Linked DNA regions of Zea mays: region 2 is linked to region 1. A link is a contact called in public Hi-C data. All regions are on one chromosome and are shown on one strand. Each heading gives the region's core, a stretch centred on a gene start, on an enhancer-like site or on the middle of the called end of the contact. The rest is flanking DNA. Distances are from core to core; before and after follow the strand shown.

Region 1 (7,287 bases), core at 1,937-4,436:
CAGACTGTCCGGTGTGCCATCGGACTGTCCAGTGCACCAGCGGAGCAACGACTCCAGCGCAACGGTCGACTGCAACAGACACATGCAAAAGTGCTACAGTGCGCAGACAGTTCGCGCAGAGTCAGAGCAGCTGCCAGAAGGCACATCGAACGGTGAACATGGACTGTCCGGTGTGGCACCGGACTGTCCGGTGCCACATGAAGACAAAGATCCTACGATCGAAACCGTCAAAACCCTAACGGTTGGGTGACGTGGCTGGCGCACCAGACACTGTCCGGTGCACCCATCGACAGCAGTCTGCCCCAACGGTTGAATTGGTGGTTGAGGGCTATAAATACCCCCCCAACCACCTCCACTCCAACGATCCAAGCATTCACAACAGTGCATTCAATACAAGAGCAATACACTACACTCCAAGACACAAATCAAAGCCTCCGATCAAATCCAAGTCCACAATTTAACTCTAGTATTTTAGGACTTGTGAGAAGATTGTCTTGTGTTTCTTTGTTGCTCTTGTTGCTTGGTTGGCTTTCTTCTTCCTCATTCTTGTTCTCTAAGTGACTTATAATTAAAGCAAGAGACACCAAGTGTGTGGTGGTCCTTGTGGGGTCTAAGTGACCCGTTTGATTAAGGAGAAAGCTCACTCGGTCTAGGTGACCGTTTGAGAGAGGGAAAGGGTTGAAAGAGACCCGGTCTTTGTGACCACCTCAACGGGGACTAGGTTCTTTGGAACCGAACCTCGGTAAAACAAATCACCGTGTCATCCGCCTTATTTTCTTGGTTGATTTGATTTCCCCTCTCTCCCGGACTTAACTTTTATTCTAACGCTAACCCCGGCTTGAAGTGTGCTTAAAGTTTATAAATTTCAGTTTTCGCCTATCCACCCCCTCTAGGCGACTTTGAACGACGATGAACCCATGGTATATGCATAGTCCCTTTGTCTATTCAGGCTGGGGGACACCTCCATTCTATACCTTTTGATCCGTTGATTAGATGGTTATGGCCAAGAAAGATGCAATCCTAAACGACCTATATGCATTAGAGCTCTATTAAATGATCGCTCTATTGGTTTGAAAAGCCGATGACTTGCACCACGCTTAGTGCATATGCTTTTGGTCCGTCAACCTCCACCAAAAGACATGGGGGCATATGTTGAACACAGAAAATGTCCTTGCAGACGGTCCGGCCCTGAGGCTGGACGGTCCGTGGTGGTGGCCTGGACGGTCCGCGCGTGCGCATAATCAGTTAGGATTTCGAGTTTATTGTGTGATTTGTTAGCTAAATCTGAGGGATTAACTCGGAAAACGACTTGTAATGGGTCTAGACCTCTCCTTTATATAGATGAAGGGTTACGGCCGATTGAATCCCTTATAATCGATCAAATCAAATCTACTTATCGTTTTTACCTTATGTATTAGGAGTAGTTTTAGTTTAGCCTTGGTTTAGTCTCCCTCTACATCAAATCTTTACCTCTCTTCGACTCTACGTCGACTAGAGACGTCATGGGTGGCCTGCTGCCTAGGATCTATCCTCCCCGACAGGCTCCCTCCCGAGAGGCGAGATCTAGGCCTACTGCGAAGAAGAAGACCCTTTTGCGCCATCGTGGACCGTCCGAGCCCCAGGCGTGGACCGTCCGAGCCCTAGGCGCGGACCATCCGGACGTAAGCAAGCAGAGGAGAAGTCGTTCCTACGCCAGGTCGTGGACCGTCCGGCCCCCGGCCGCGGACCATCCACACCTCCGTAGAAAGCACCGCCAGGCAACCGTTCCAGTGTTTTGCGCCCAGATCGGCGTCAACACCTTCAACCGGTACGGATGCCTTAACAAAATATAACAATGAGTAGAGTGAATGGGGTTTTTTTAGCTTCCAACTCCTAATATAAATGAAGAAGTGATTATCTACTGCTCGCCACCTGAATTAGTTATCATTTTAAATGTTTAGCTGCTTAGAAATAGCTTTGTTGGGAGAAGTTAAAAGCTGAAGACATCCCCCTTGACCAACAGTTGAGAGTGGAAACCCGACGGACAACCAGTGAGTTGGTGGTGATCATATAAAACTTTCTGCTGCCTGTTCGACCATCCGCACGGGATCTATCCTCCCGCCGTCCCACCCACAGTAGCCCCGTTTCGTTGACTCCGTTCCGGCACCGCAGCGGCGTCGTCCATGCCCATCGGGGCTGGCTCGCTCGCTCGCAGCCCCAGTCGCATCGCAAACCCACACTATCCCGTGCCTGCGTCTTTGGCGCCGCTAATCCAAGCTCTGGCTCCTAAACCCACGCCCGCCTAAACAAAAGCCAAAACACGAGCGAGAAGCTACCCACGCCCACGCTCCCCTTTCCCCCCCTAAAAAAACAATATCCCGTTTAGAGATGGCAATGGGTACCCGAAACCCGATGGGTTTTTACCCCATTAGGGTACGGGTTTGGGTCAATTTTCATACCCATTGGTTTGTTAATGGGCATAAATCTATACCCGACGGGTTTATGGGTACGGGTTTGTTCCTATAGTACCCAAACCCGTGAACCCGTGAGTTTTTTAAACCCGACCAAACCTAGTGCATATTGTCATTTTATTTTATAAATGAACAACACACTTGTTATTCCTTATTTACTTCCTAACTTTATCAACTGGTGAATGTATTAGTAGTCGGTGAGAGTGTTGCTTGCTTGCTATTATAGTTTTTACTAGTGTTATATATGTGATGGATGGATAACTTAGTGCAAGGTCACTTAATTATACAACTTATTATTTGTATTTCATTCTCTCTACTAATAATTTTTATACCAAATCATGAACTCATTGTTCATTACATAAAATTTGGATCATGATCTCATTAATCATTACGATACTTATTGATTATGAGAAGAACAAGTATATTGGAGATGAAACCCGCGGGTAACCCATGGGTACCCGCTAACCCGATGGGTACGGGTTTGGGCAAAATCTCAAACCCGTCATGGGTACGGGTTTTTTAATGGGCATATATATTTTTCACGGGTACAGATTTGGGATGGCAAAACCCAACGAGTTTGTACCCATTGCAATCTCTAATCCCGTTCGATTCCACCCCCACCCCTATCCCACCACCCGTGCCTCGTCGTATCGCCGTTCTACGCAACCGCAGCGAAAAGGAGCCCAGGCGATAAAAAAGAAAAAGGGCGAGGCCGTCGAAAAGGGAAGCGCAGCCGCAGAGTGGGTGAAAGGTGGGGGGACGATTCGGAGAGATCGAGAAAGAGGAGAGAGAGAGGGACGGGGGCGGGGCCGGCGGAAGCGGAGCCTGCGCCCGCCGGACCGAATCCTCGCCGGATCGCCCGGCCTGCCGGGGCGGCGCTGCGGACTGCCTGATCCGGCTGGAATGGCGGCGGGCCGACGAGGGATCTAGCGGAGGTGGGTGTCGCGCGGCAATGGCTGCGGCGGAGGCGCGGCGCCGGTCAGCGGTCTGGGCCCTGCTGCCGCTGCTGCTGCGGCTGCTCCACCCGGCCGCGCTCGTGCTGGCCAACACCGAAGGTGCGGTGCGGCGGTGCGCCCGTCTTGCTCTCCCCGCTTTGCTTGCCTTGCTCTTGCTCACCCCTCCCGCCGCCGAGTTGGCCCGTCTGCCGCTGGGTTGTTTCCGGGAGCTCTGTCTGCTCCCACGGGACCTACTTCAAATCGGTGGGTTGGTCTAGCACACCACGATGCACGCGGCAAGTGCCGTTCCCGAGGGGTTTGGCTGGGCGCCATTCCTGGCCCTCGCGGAGCCGTTTCTGCGTTTGGCCAAACAAATTCGAATTTACTTCTGCTCTGCCGCGGATTCGGGTGTCTGGCAACTGGCCGTGCCGTCCTTCTCCTCGCTGCAAATTTCGTGCTCTCCGAGACCAAAACTTAGAGAGTTTAGTGTCTTGGCATGATTTATTGGATTCCTCCTATCCTCTCTGAATTCATCTGACTTTGGGGCGTTCATGCCGCCCCCGTTTCAGCCGTCGGTCCTGCTGCGGCCCTGTGCGTCCTGACGTGATGCCCTACCGCCCGTGGCTTCGTACTACTGTTCCATTAAATTGCTTCGCTAGATTCTGCTTGATGTTTGCTGCGCGCTGGTTTGTTCGGGCAACGCTAGCACAGTCGCCTTACCGGTCGTTAGGCTTGATTTGGACGTCTCCTGACGTGGTTTTGTTGTCTCTGGATATACTTCTGTTTCTAGTTGGTGGCCGGGCAATTCTCAGGGAGGGCCTCGGTGTCTGTGTTTGGTTATGCTACTCAGAGTGATTTTTTTCATACTCCTAGTCATATGATTTGCTTGTTGGGGGGTAGTGGAGGGGAGGGGATGAGCAGCGGTTTATGGTTGGTTGTCTGTTTCTGGTTCTTGGGATGGGATTGGCTAGGAGTTAGGACTTTGCATGACTTGCTTGTGTTGCTTGCTTGTTTTGGGTGCCGTTAGGCTCACGCTGATGACTCGCTTGTGTTGCTTGCTTGTTTTGGGGGTGCCGTTGTGCTGTATTTTGTTTGTTCGGAGCAAAGTGTTTTGTCGTAGGATAGACAGTTGTCCTGTTGCGTTTTTGCTTTGATGCTTCTACTAATTTGAGGGAAACTGTTTAAATTCTGAGTTGTAGAGCTGAAGCTCTTTCTTCCTTGATGCCATTAGCCCATTCGCTACAAGTACTAGTGGAGTGGATTTCGATATTATCATTTTCATTTGTATTTGATGATGCTTTTTTTTAAGTTATGACTACCTAACAAACAAAGTACTAGGGAAACTTTGTATTTAAGGATATTATCTAGGGATACAGTTTTTTTTTTGATTGACGCACTCCTTTGTTTGCGAGTGACATTTCTGACTAAAGAAGTATGTATTTTCCATTCTGCTATTGACAGGTGATGCCTTGCATAGCTTGAGGACTAACTTAAATGATCCTAATAATGTTCTACAAAGTTGGGATCCCACTCTGGTCAACCCCTGCACTTGGTTTCATGTTACCTGCAATAATGACAACAGTGTTATCAGAGTGTAGGTTCACCTTTTCCTCCACTATATTTCATCAGTGAGTTGCACATATTCTGTGTTTCGTACTGAAAGTTTTTCCTCATTTGCAGTGATCTTGGAAATGCTGCACTATCAGGAACTTTGGTTCCGCAACTTGGCCAGCTCAAAAACTTGCAGTACCTGTAAGTTCTCTTCCTTTGCTGTGTTTTGTAATCCCATACTGATTTTGCATGTGGAGGAAGAGTATATTAGCTTTCTAGGTGAAAACATTTCAGGCATGATTGCTCATATAAGAAATATCCTGTTCAGAATACTTATTACATAGATGAAAATAAGGTTATGCAGCTACAATGTCTAAATATCACATGTTGCTCTGGCGAGGTATAATACACAGCACATCTTCCTCTCAAAATAAGTGACTGGCATATTCTGTCTTAAATGTCGAGCCTGTTCTATATAAAATGACAATGCTGTTGCCACTATTAACTGGGTGACATCAAAGTAACATTCACTGCCTTTGTTAATCACTAATGACCTCAACCATTTACTGTGGCATGCCATAGCTTGGTTACTTTCTTTTGTTTTTAAAATTAGTCACTGCCTTCATATCGTGTTTTTATACAGGGAGCTCTACAGTAATAATATCAGTGGCACTATACCTAGTGAACTTGGGAATCTTACAAACTTGGTCAGTTTGGATTTGTACTTGAACAACTTCACTGGTCCCATACCAGATTCATTGGGGAAGCTATTGAAGCTGCGGTTCTTGTAAGATATTCACATTGATTTTCCCTACTAGTTACTGTAGAGTAAAACCTGTTAAGAGTAGGAATCTTTTGGCTTACGCACACTGAATCTATCTCAGTTATTGTTGGTTGCTTCATCCCATCTATATGTGTTGACCAAGGGAGATCTTCTATTACGTTGAGATTTCACTAGGCCACATACATGATAGCTGGTTTGTTAAAATTGTGTTTTTTTACTCATGAATGCAGCTACTTTGTGAAATAAAAGGTTAAGAATGTAGCTGCATAGCCTCATTGGGTCCCATACTCCCATTGGAAGTTAGATTTTCCAGGATAGGGTTGCTATTCATGGCAGCATTGAGTGATGCCTTGTTTTCGAAAGCGACTCTTGCCATATGTATATATTGTGTAGTTAGATTATTTATATCCAGAAATCTGTTTTTGATGTTTTAAGGTGTCTATCTCTATCATGTTGTTAGGTTTTCCACTTATTATAATGTCTAAGTCTTATTTTTTTATGAAATTACCTGTCGGTGTTTCTAATTTGATACATCTTTTAACTTTTGTGCGGGGCATAGGCGTCTTAACAACAACAGCCTTTCTGGTTCAATTCCAAAATCGTTAACTGCTATCACTGCACTCCAAGTCCTGTAAGTATTTGTTTCTCAGGTTGCATAGTTAGTTCGGTTTTAATTATTAAATGTAACATGGAAATTAAATGTTTCTATGGAATCACAGGGATCTGTCAAATAACAATTTGTCTGGAGAAGTTCCATCAACTGGTTCCTTTTCGTTATTCACCCCTATCAGGTAAAGCTAGAATTTTAGCTGAAAATTTCATTTTTAAGCGATAATGCTTCTGTTATTCACACCTGTCTTCTTTTGCAGTTTTGGGAACAACCCTAATTTATGTGGTCCTGGCACCACAAAACCTTGTCCTGGTGCTCCTCCCTTTTCTCCACCTCCTCCATACAACCCTACAACCCCTGTGCAATCACCAGGTGATTTACTCAGATTGTCCAGTGAAATCCTTGAGTTCAATAGGACCTTTTTTACTTTGCTCTTTCATCCAAATGGCATCCTATTTGGGATTTGTGTACCTCCAAAACAAGCATAATGCTGTCTAGCTGGAGAGATTGGGAAGGATACTGGTATACAACAGGAAGCTACAAGGCCTGTATGCGGGCATGCAGCACAAGTCAATAACTACCTTCTTTTTTTTGTCCCTACCCTGCATTAGTATGGCAGTAATTAAGGCTATGGAACATATGGCTTTGTTACTGACATCTTATTTTTTGCAGGAAGTAGCTCTTCCAGTACTGGAGCAATTGCTGGTGGAGTGGCTGCTGGTGCAGCCTTGCTATTTGCTATTCCTGCAATTAGTTTTGCCTATTGGCGGCGCAGGAAACCACAAGAACATTTCTTTGATGTACCTGGTAAGTATTCAACAGGAGAATAACTTAGGGAACAACATTGAATTTGAATTAACTTAATGTGAGACTTCGAATGTGGCAGCCGAGGAAGATCCAGAGGTGCATCTTGGCCAGCTTAAAAGATTTTCACTACGAGAATTACAAGTTGCAACA
Region 2 (7,771 bases), core at 542-3,041, 200 kb before region 1:
ATTTAGATACAATTTTTGAGTGCCGAAATGATTTCAAATAAAAAAGTTGTCAACTACAAAGTTTTATAACATTTAGAGATCGACAACTTTTATTTTGGTAGTTTCAACATATGAGGTCGTTTGGAAAACTCGAAAAATTAAGGATAAAAATGATTCTATTGGCGGTTCCTTATTAAAACCGCCACTAAAAATCATGGATTTCTATAGGCGATTTTCTTAAAGAACCGCCTGTAGAAATCATGGATTGTCACCATCCCGACTCGAAACCTTAGCAGGTTGTCTTGTATTAAGTGTGTTTTGTGAAAGCCTCGTAGTGGATCCCTAGTCATTCACCTCGAAAGTGAATAGTGAACTCGCGAACCCAGGTTAGAGTGGATACACGACTTAAGAGAAGCCTGGACCCTCACATAATAATTGAAATCTAAGATGGATATTAAATCGTGAACTTTTGGGTTAAAGTGGTTTGCTTAAGTGTTTTCACTTAAGTGTTTTTGAGTTATACTTATTATGCTTATGCTTAATTAGGTTTGTTATACAATCATTTTTAGTAAATAGGTGTTGTTAATAAAATATTGACCAACTAAAATACTTACCGCATAACCATAGCCTACCTTGCTAACCTTGCGTATTTCCTCTCATTTGCTGAGAGCCTTCACCATAAATAAAGCTCACCCTCTTGCTTAATCTTTTATCCGAAGGTGAGGAGGAAGACTACGATGAAAATCAATTTATTATCTTTTTTTTTACATTTTCCTTATACTCTTTTGTGTCATAACTTATTCTAACAACCGTATTGTTGTTATTGTTGTTCTTCTTGTCTATTACTGGTAAAAGGGTGTACCAAATGGAGTAATAAGAAACTAGAATGCGACATGCTAAAGATGTATGGCTGACACGGGTTATGACTATGAGCATACATCACCCCCACGTCATACACTCATACTCTCTGGCCCAGTTCTCAAACAGGTCACACGCGTACAGTACAGCTAATACAGCGAGGCAGGGGGTGCCGATGGAGCGTTCAGATGCTGGAAGCTCTGCAGAATGGCCGCGATCGTCATGGACTCGTCGTCGGCATCGGCCTCCTCCACCGCCTTGAGGTGGCGCCATTCACAATCATAATCACAGCCATCCACCGTTCCACCGCCGCCGCCGCCACCCGCGGGCAACAACGCCGATGGCGGCGCCGCCGGGGATGGCACCGCCGGAGAGTGAGGCAGCAGCTGCAGCCCCTGCCGCGGGAGCGCGTGCGCCGAGGGGAGCCCGCGGGCGGCCCCGCGCGGGTAGCAGAAGTTGGTGCGCGCGGCGGCGGGGCCGGAGATGGAGATCGCTGAGAGGTCGTAGGCGACGGCGGCGTCCTCGGCTGTGTCGAAGGTGCCGAGCCAGTGGCGCTCCTTGGTCACCGGGTTCCGGATCTCCGCGGCGTACCTGCCCCACGGCCGCCGCCGCACGCCCAGGTACTCGCTCGACGCCCGCGAGCGCCGCCTCCGCTGCTGTTGCTGGTGCTGGTCGTGCGCGGTCGTCGCTGCCACCGCCTGGTCCGCCATTGCCAGCAGCCACTCGACGACGTAACTAGCAATAGGCTGGGCTACCCAACAAACGAGCTAGTAGACACTAGCTAGCTAGACCACACGACGAGTGAATAGTGAAGTGAACCAGCTAGCTAGGGCTTTGGACTTGTCACTTGGGGGCTGGGCTGGGACCACTCGCGAGTCGCGCCATGGGTTTTATAGTGTCAAAAGGATGACGGAGTTGGCTTGTCGTCGTGGGTGGGATGCATTCATGCATGGATATGGCGGACCGAGGGCGGCGGCAGCGGGGAGCAAAGCGCGCGTTATGTTTTAATTGCCACCGTCGTCCGCTCGGCTTTTCTCCTCGTTTTCGTCGACATGATCGGGGACAGGGCGCGACCGCATTTTGCTGCGCCATGTGCGAGTGCGCGCTACAGCGTCACCGCACCACACTGTGCTGTACGGACGACAGACTGTGTTTCCAAGTTCTTCCATACGTAAATGATGATTTGCTGCTAAGAAATTTGAGCTGGCTAATTAGAGGCGATTGAAAGGGACAACTGTGCTTTGTTAAGCTGGCTTGTATAAAAAAATATAGATATAATCACGGTGCAGTGCGGACCATTTTTTATTGAGGCGCTAATAATCATGTCCGGAACATTAGTCATAAAATAGGAGATATAATTACATCTTACAGTATAATGTTTAAAATAGGGAATGAGATAGCGATAATATAGGATAGCTGCCGGAGACAGCCTCACCAATATTGCCATAGAAATTTCGAGATAATAAGCTCGTAATTGCTCACTCAAATAGCTAATGACGATGGCCACATCCCACATGCATCACTAGTGGGGTGCATTCTGGTGCGGGCGCCCTACTTAAGTACTTATCGATCTCTTTCAGACACTTATTAGTCCATTCTGGTGTGGGCGCTGCTCCCTACGAGCCAAGCACGCTAGCACCTGCCCTTGACAACTTTGTCAAATACTCATCAGTCAGTATATAACACGTAACCACTTCTGATTTAAAAACCAAGATACACATTTAATTTTCTTTATAGCACTACGTCAACCAAGATATATATTTAATTTTCTTTATAGCACTAGGTCGACGTACGTGTGTGTATATAGAGAGGACGACTTATATTTTAGGATAAGAATAAAAGTGGTTATGCCTGATTCTATAAACTCCGACTCATACAGTACCAAAATTGTTCTAGTATTGTTCGTAGAATTTTTTTTTCTCCTCTCAAAGAGCCGATGATTTTTTATTTTTTAATTTTGCTTCGTCGACTCTAGCTTCTTTTCTAACACTATAATAGCCAAATAGTGATAAGCTGAATCCAATTGAATGCATACCCCCAAACCCAAGCAAAGGCCACAAGACCAAGCGGCAAGCGTCACGATTTGGATTGGTCCAAAGCACAGCATAGCCCGTGGTGGCCTACGCCAATGGGAGGGCCATAACTGGGCTTCTCTCTTGGCATGTCATGATGGCCCAGCGGGACTCGATAGCATGCGGCCCATCAAGATCCACTGTAGTTGCACACCAACTCTTATGCGTATATAAAATATAGTCCGGTCCTAAATTAATCCTTGACTCCTGCTCTTTGTGACATTCGTTGTTGTCCAGATTTAATGAGTATTATATTGGATGAGTGTGGAGCTAGCTTCTTGGTGTCAACACAAGTGAAGCGGTTTTCAACATGTAGCATGCAGTTGGGGAAGATGTGATTGCTGACAGATGTACATCTCCACCAAGTTTCATAGTTATTTGGATCTCCACATCTTTGAGTTGTATTCTTTTCATTGAAGGGTATACAAAATACGTCAACTGGTGTGACAATCATATATTGAACCTATCGAGAGTCACTTTGGTTGAAAGAAAGGCTCTCAAATTTGAAACATGTCTTATATATTTGAAATGGACCTCGATTCGCTCTCGTGTGAAAATCCATATATTATAGTATAACAAAAAAACTCGATGTGTGGGGTAAGATAGCCCCGACATTATATTAAGAAAAAGACATTCTCAAATCTCCGAATTCCTGCCTCATCCATACACACAGTGGCACTGTAGTTCATGTGAGAAACAACTGGGACCGAAAATTAGAATTGTGCTTTAGCGTGGACAGACGAAGAGATTTTCTTAACCATAGCCTGAAATTCGCTCACATGGGGAAGTCAAACTCAGGACCTGTGGAGTGCTACTCGTACTATCTAACTAACTCGGCTAGAGGCCATTTCGCATATGTTGTAGCATAACGTGTGATAGAGGTAGGAAGATCATCGTACCGTCGCATTAATAATATATCTAGCTGGTTATTATTACCATTGTTCGTACATCATAAATACCCTGACTATAATGGAGCTCCGCTTGTTTTGCGTTTGGTAATAGCATCTAGAATGTCTGAGAATTCAGCAATGACAGAAGGAAGAAGAAAGGCAAAACTCGCAAGTCGTAAGCTTTTGAACACTAGTGTGGATGCTTCGACGGATCCTAAATGTGTTTGCATCGCCAAGCTTTAGAAGACATTTGCTTAAAACAATGTCATGAAGCGCCAAGTAATTAATCTATTAGTATTGTTGAGAACTACGTCACCACGGATCACTAGATCTGCTACCTTCCCTCCCATCAGCAGTAGAGGCGTGAGAAGCTGTAGAGAACCCGTCTCCCTTCCTAAAAGCACGACAGAGTAACACACGAGACACATGTATAGGGTTGGGCCTCTGGCCTCATTCTCTTTTCTGTATTATGAGGGGGTGTATAGGTTCCTTATATAGAGATGTGAGACCCCTCAGGGGCAAAGCAGGTATTTGCCCACATAACCCTAACTAGGGTTACTTAACACTCTCCCTTGGACGGATACCACGACCAACATATGCCTCGTTAAAACTCCGAAAACCCAATGGGAAAATATATGGAGAAAGAGTGCATGGTGATAAAAATTGCATTTGCACTTTGTTGCCTCGTTAAAAACCTCACGTGAGAAACTTCAAGAAAACTCACCAAGGGAAAAAGAGTACAACAGCTGTCATCGAGACAGATTCCGATCCTCTCGGATCTAGATTCTATCGAATCTTCTACAAGGGCTAACTTTAGAAATGTGCTCCCCCTGATCCTTGCAAAACTGTATCAATAAGGCAAAACATCTTCTTCTGGAAGTATATGCACATAAAGATTTAGCAAACGAATTGCATATCCTTGCAAGGACTATTTCAGGAACTTTATCTCTACTCACTTCTAGAATATACGAGGTAAGTGCACGTATCAATATAAATAAGCCAATTTGACTGATGGTGTTCGATCGACTGGATCTATATATTTGATAGAAAATTCCATAATGGTTCACATATTGATCATTGTCGGTACCCTCAATCAGGGGTACCCCTACTACAGTATGAAGACACGGTGCCCACGCGGCTATCTCTAGTCACACGATGAACAACACCCGACCTCTCCACATGGACGGCTCCGGGGCCGCCCACGTGGCTAGAGGAGACGATATACTCCAAGGTGGCGACAGTGGGTCCAGACCTCCACAGGAAAGTGCCGGACCCCTGGATGCACAGCCCGGACCTCCGGGCAAAGTTCAAGACCTCCACTGGTACAAATCAGACCCTTGGAATGGGTCCCGGACCCCTCAGGAGGGGTTAGGGCTACTCACAGTATGGTCTCGGTATTCCAAGGCAAAGAATACCCAGGCCTTAATCAAGGCCAGGCGGGGGTCCAGTGCTGACACGTGTCCGGACCATACCGCGAGCGCTCCCACTCCCCGCTCAGGCGGAGACCCGATGTTGCCACGTGGCCTACTGCCTGTGACGTAAGTCAGCGGGTGGAGTCAGACATAAGGCCTATGGCCGCGCGGCCTTTGCATTTATTGCGGAAGGGGCGCATCGCCTGCCAAGCTGACAGGTGATGTGCCGGTTCAGCATTAAATGCGTCCTGTCTACTCCACTGACGAGGGATGTGCCGTCTCAGCATTTAATGTGCCCTGTCCACTCTGCTGACGGACGGCGACCAGGCCGTCCCGCAGGCGGCGTGCCTGTCCGCTCCAGTGGCAGGTAGTACGCCCGTACTGCGGCGTGCACTATGCTCAACATCACTCGTGAAGCTTCCGCTGCACGCCGATACTACGCAGGCTGCGGATATCAGGGCGCAAGGAGATTGCACTGGCGACCAGCATTAGTTGCTCCAAGTATTACATCCGTTATGTCCCTGGGCCCGCGTGTCGGGGCTCAGCACCCTTGTACATGCCCCCTCCAGCTATAAAAGGGGAGGCACGCAACATTACAACTCAAGCACAAAAAGCTCACTCAGACTCACTTATTAGACTCTCACATTCACAAGTTCATACAAGCTCTCAAGCTCAATACAACACACAGTGGAGTAGGGTATTACGCTCCGGCGGCCCGAACCACTCTAAACCCTTGTGTGTTCTTCCCGTTTCCACCTAACAGGCAAAACGCTTAGGCCCCTCCTCATCTAAGGATTTAGGGCGGGTGCATTCCGCCACCCGGCCGGAGATTTCCTCTCCGACATTTGGCACGCCAGGTAGGGGACCAGGCATTAGGTTTTTGCTTGTTTTCTTGCTCAGCATGATGGTGAAAATCGTGGAGCACCGCACTAAGACTTCGGTGGATTTCTTGGTGGAGGAGGAAGCTGCCTCTTCCACACCGCAGGTTCCCAACCGCCCGAGGCCGGGAGCTGCTGCTGTGCACGCTGCACAGCAGCATACAACTGCGCAGACATCCTGGACTTCGTCAAGGGCAGCTCCAGGGGCATTGTCTGCGGCCAGGGAGTTGCTGCGTCACCCTCCAAGCTTCACAGCCTCACCGGATGCCATGAAGTAGTGGCGGGACGACGTCGACCGATTGCTCGGCATGGCGCACTCTGGCTCGACCAGGTCGAGGCCACGTTCATCCTGGCGCCAACATGAGGCGACGGCGTCTGTGCGCTCACCCTCTGTGAGGGGCGCGCAGACCGATGACCTCCGGGCAGAGCTCAACCGTAGGCGTGCGGGAGAGGATGCCCGGGTCTTCCTGAGAGGGTGCGGGAGCGCCGACAGAACTTAAAGGGTCGCGAAGACGCTCAAGTCTCTCTAAAAAGGGTGCGGGAGCGCCGGCAAAACATCGAGGGTCACAACCTCGATCAAGACTTCGCTGCGGTAGCACCGCAAACCCTAGTGGGTGCCCGGTTCTAGGCAGGTGTCCCCTTGGCCGGCGTGGGCTGCGCTGCTCTCACGGATCATCTCCGTGCGGCGTCCTGGCCATCCAAGTTCTGGTCGCACCTGCCGGAAAAGTACGACGGTACGTCAAATCCGTCGGAGTTTCTGCAAGTGTACGTCACCGCTATCACAGCAGCAGGTGGAAACACCGATATGATGGTGACATATTTTCATGTCGCCTTGTCTGGGCCTGCCCGGACTTGGCTCATGAATCTTGCCCCAGGATCAATCTATTCCTGGGAAGAGCTCTGCGCGCGGTTCATAGCGAACTTTGCTGGTGCTTACCAACAGCACAGCATGAAGGCCCACCTCCACGCAGTGAGGCAGGAACCTGGGGAGACTCTCCGGACGTTTATCTCCCGCTTCACCAAGGTGTGAGGTACCATACCTCGTATTTTAGATGCTTCAATCATCACGGCCTTCCATCAAGGAGTACGCGATGAGAAGATGTTGGAGAAGTTGGCCACTCGTGACGTGGAGACTGTCACCACACTCTTCGCTCTAGCCGACAAGTGCGCCAGAGCCGCCGAGGGCCGAGCATGGCACTCAGCACCACAAACTGGAGTCACCCAGACAGGTGGCTCGGGTGCCGTCCCTTGGGACGGTAAAAAGAAAAAGAAGGGTCGCGGCCGCGAGAAGCCGCAGTCCACCGCTCTAGTCATCGCAGCTGCGACTGGGGGCCGGGGCGACCGCAACAAACGCCCACGGCCGCAGAGGGGTAACAGCAGCTCATGCCCTGTGCACCCCAACAGTCGCCACAGTGCCACGGAGTGTCACGAGATCATCGACCTCGCAAAACACATCAGCGAGCGGCGCAAGCAGTCTTCTAAGGATGGCTCCCCACCTCGTCACCGACCTGGCAAGGAAAGGGTCGACGACGGCGAGGTGGCCGTGGCTGAACGAGACCTTGGGTATCAATCACCCGAGGGGGTCCTGAAGGATGTCATCACCGGAGACTCCTACTCCGGTGGCAACAGCTAGACGGGCCACCGGGGGGACCCCGTAGTCCCCGCTCTACGGGGCCGAAGCT

What was found. A called contact is a pair of places that touch in the nucleus more often than the background predicts.
Region 2: a contact with region 1 is called in a Hi-C map of tassel, with 2.4 times the contacts expected there. The contact joins the promoter of LOC103642514 here to the promoter of LOC103641205 in region 1. A contact is called at or near these places in 5 of 25 Hi-C or Micro-C datasets (bundle sheath, ear, leaf and 1 more).

What each region holds. Positions count from the first base shown.
Region 1 is chr10:72,463,528-72,470,814 of Zm-B73-REFERENCE-NAM-5.0, reverse strand. LOC103641205 (somatic embryogenesis receptor kinase 2-like) reads left to right here and starts at 3,186. Exons shown (of 11, transcript NM_001326455.1): 1 at 3,186-3,505; 2 at 4,847-4,979; 3 at 5,066-5,137; 4 at 5,580-5,723; 5 at 6,280-6,351; 6 at 6,440-6,511; 7 at 6,590-6,702; 8 at 7,003-7,137; 9 at 7,217-7,287. The coding sequence starts at 3,403.
Region 2 is chr10:72,664,378-72,672,148 of Zm-B73-REFERENCE-NAM-5.0, reverse strand. LOC103642514 (ethylene-responsive transcription factor FZP) reads right to left here and starts at 1,791. Exons shown (of 1, transcript XM_008665772.2): 1 at 794-1,791. The coding sequence starts at 1,547. The coding sequence ends at 987.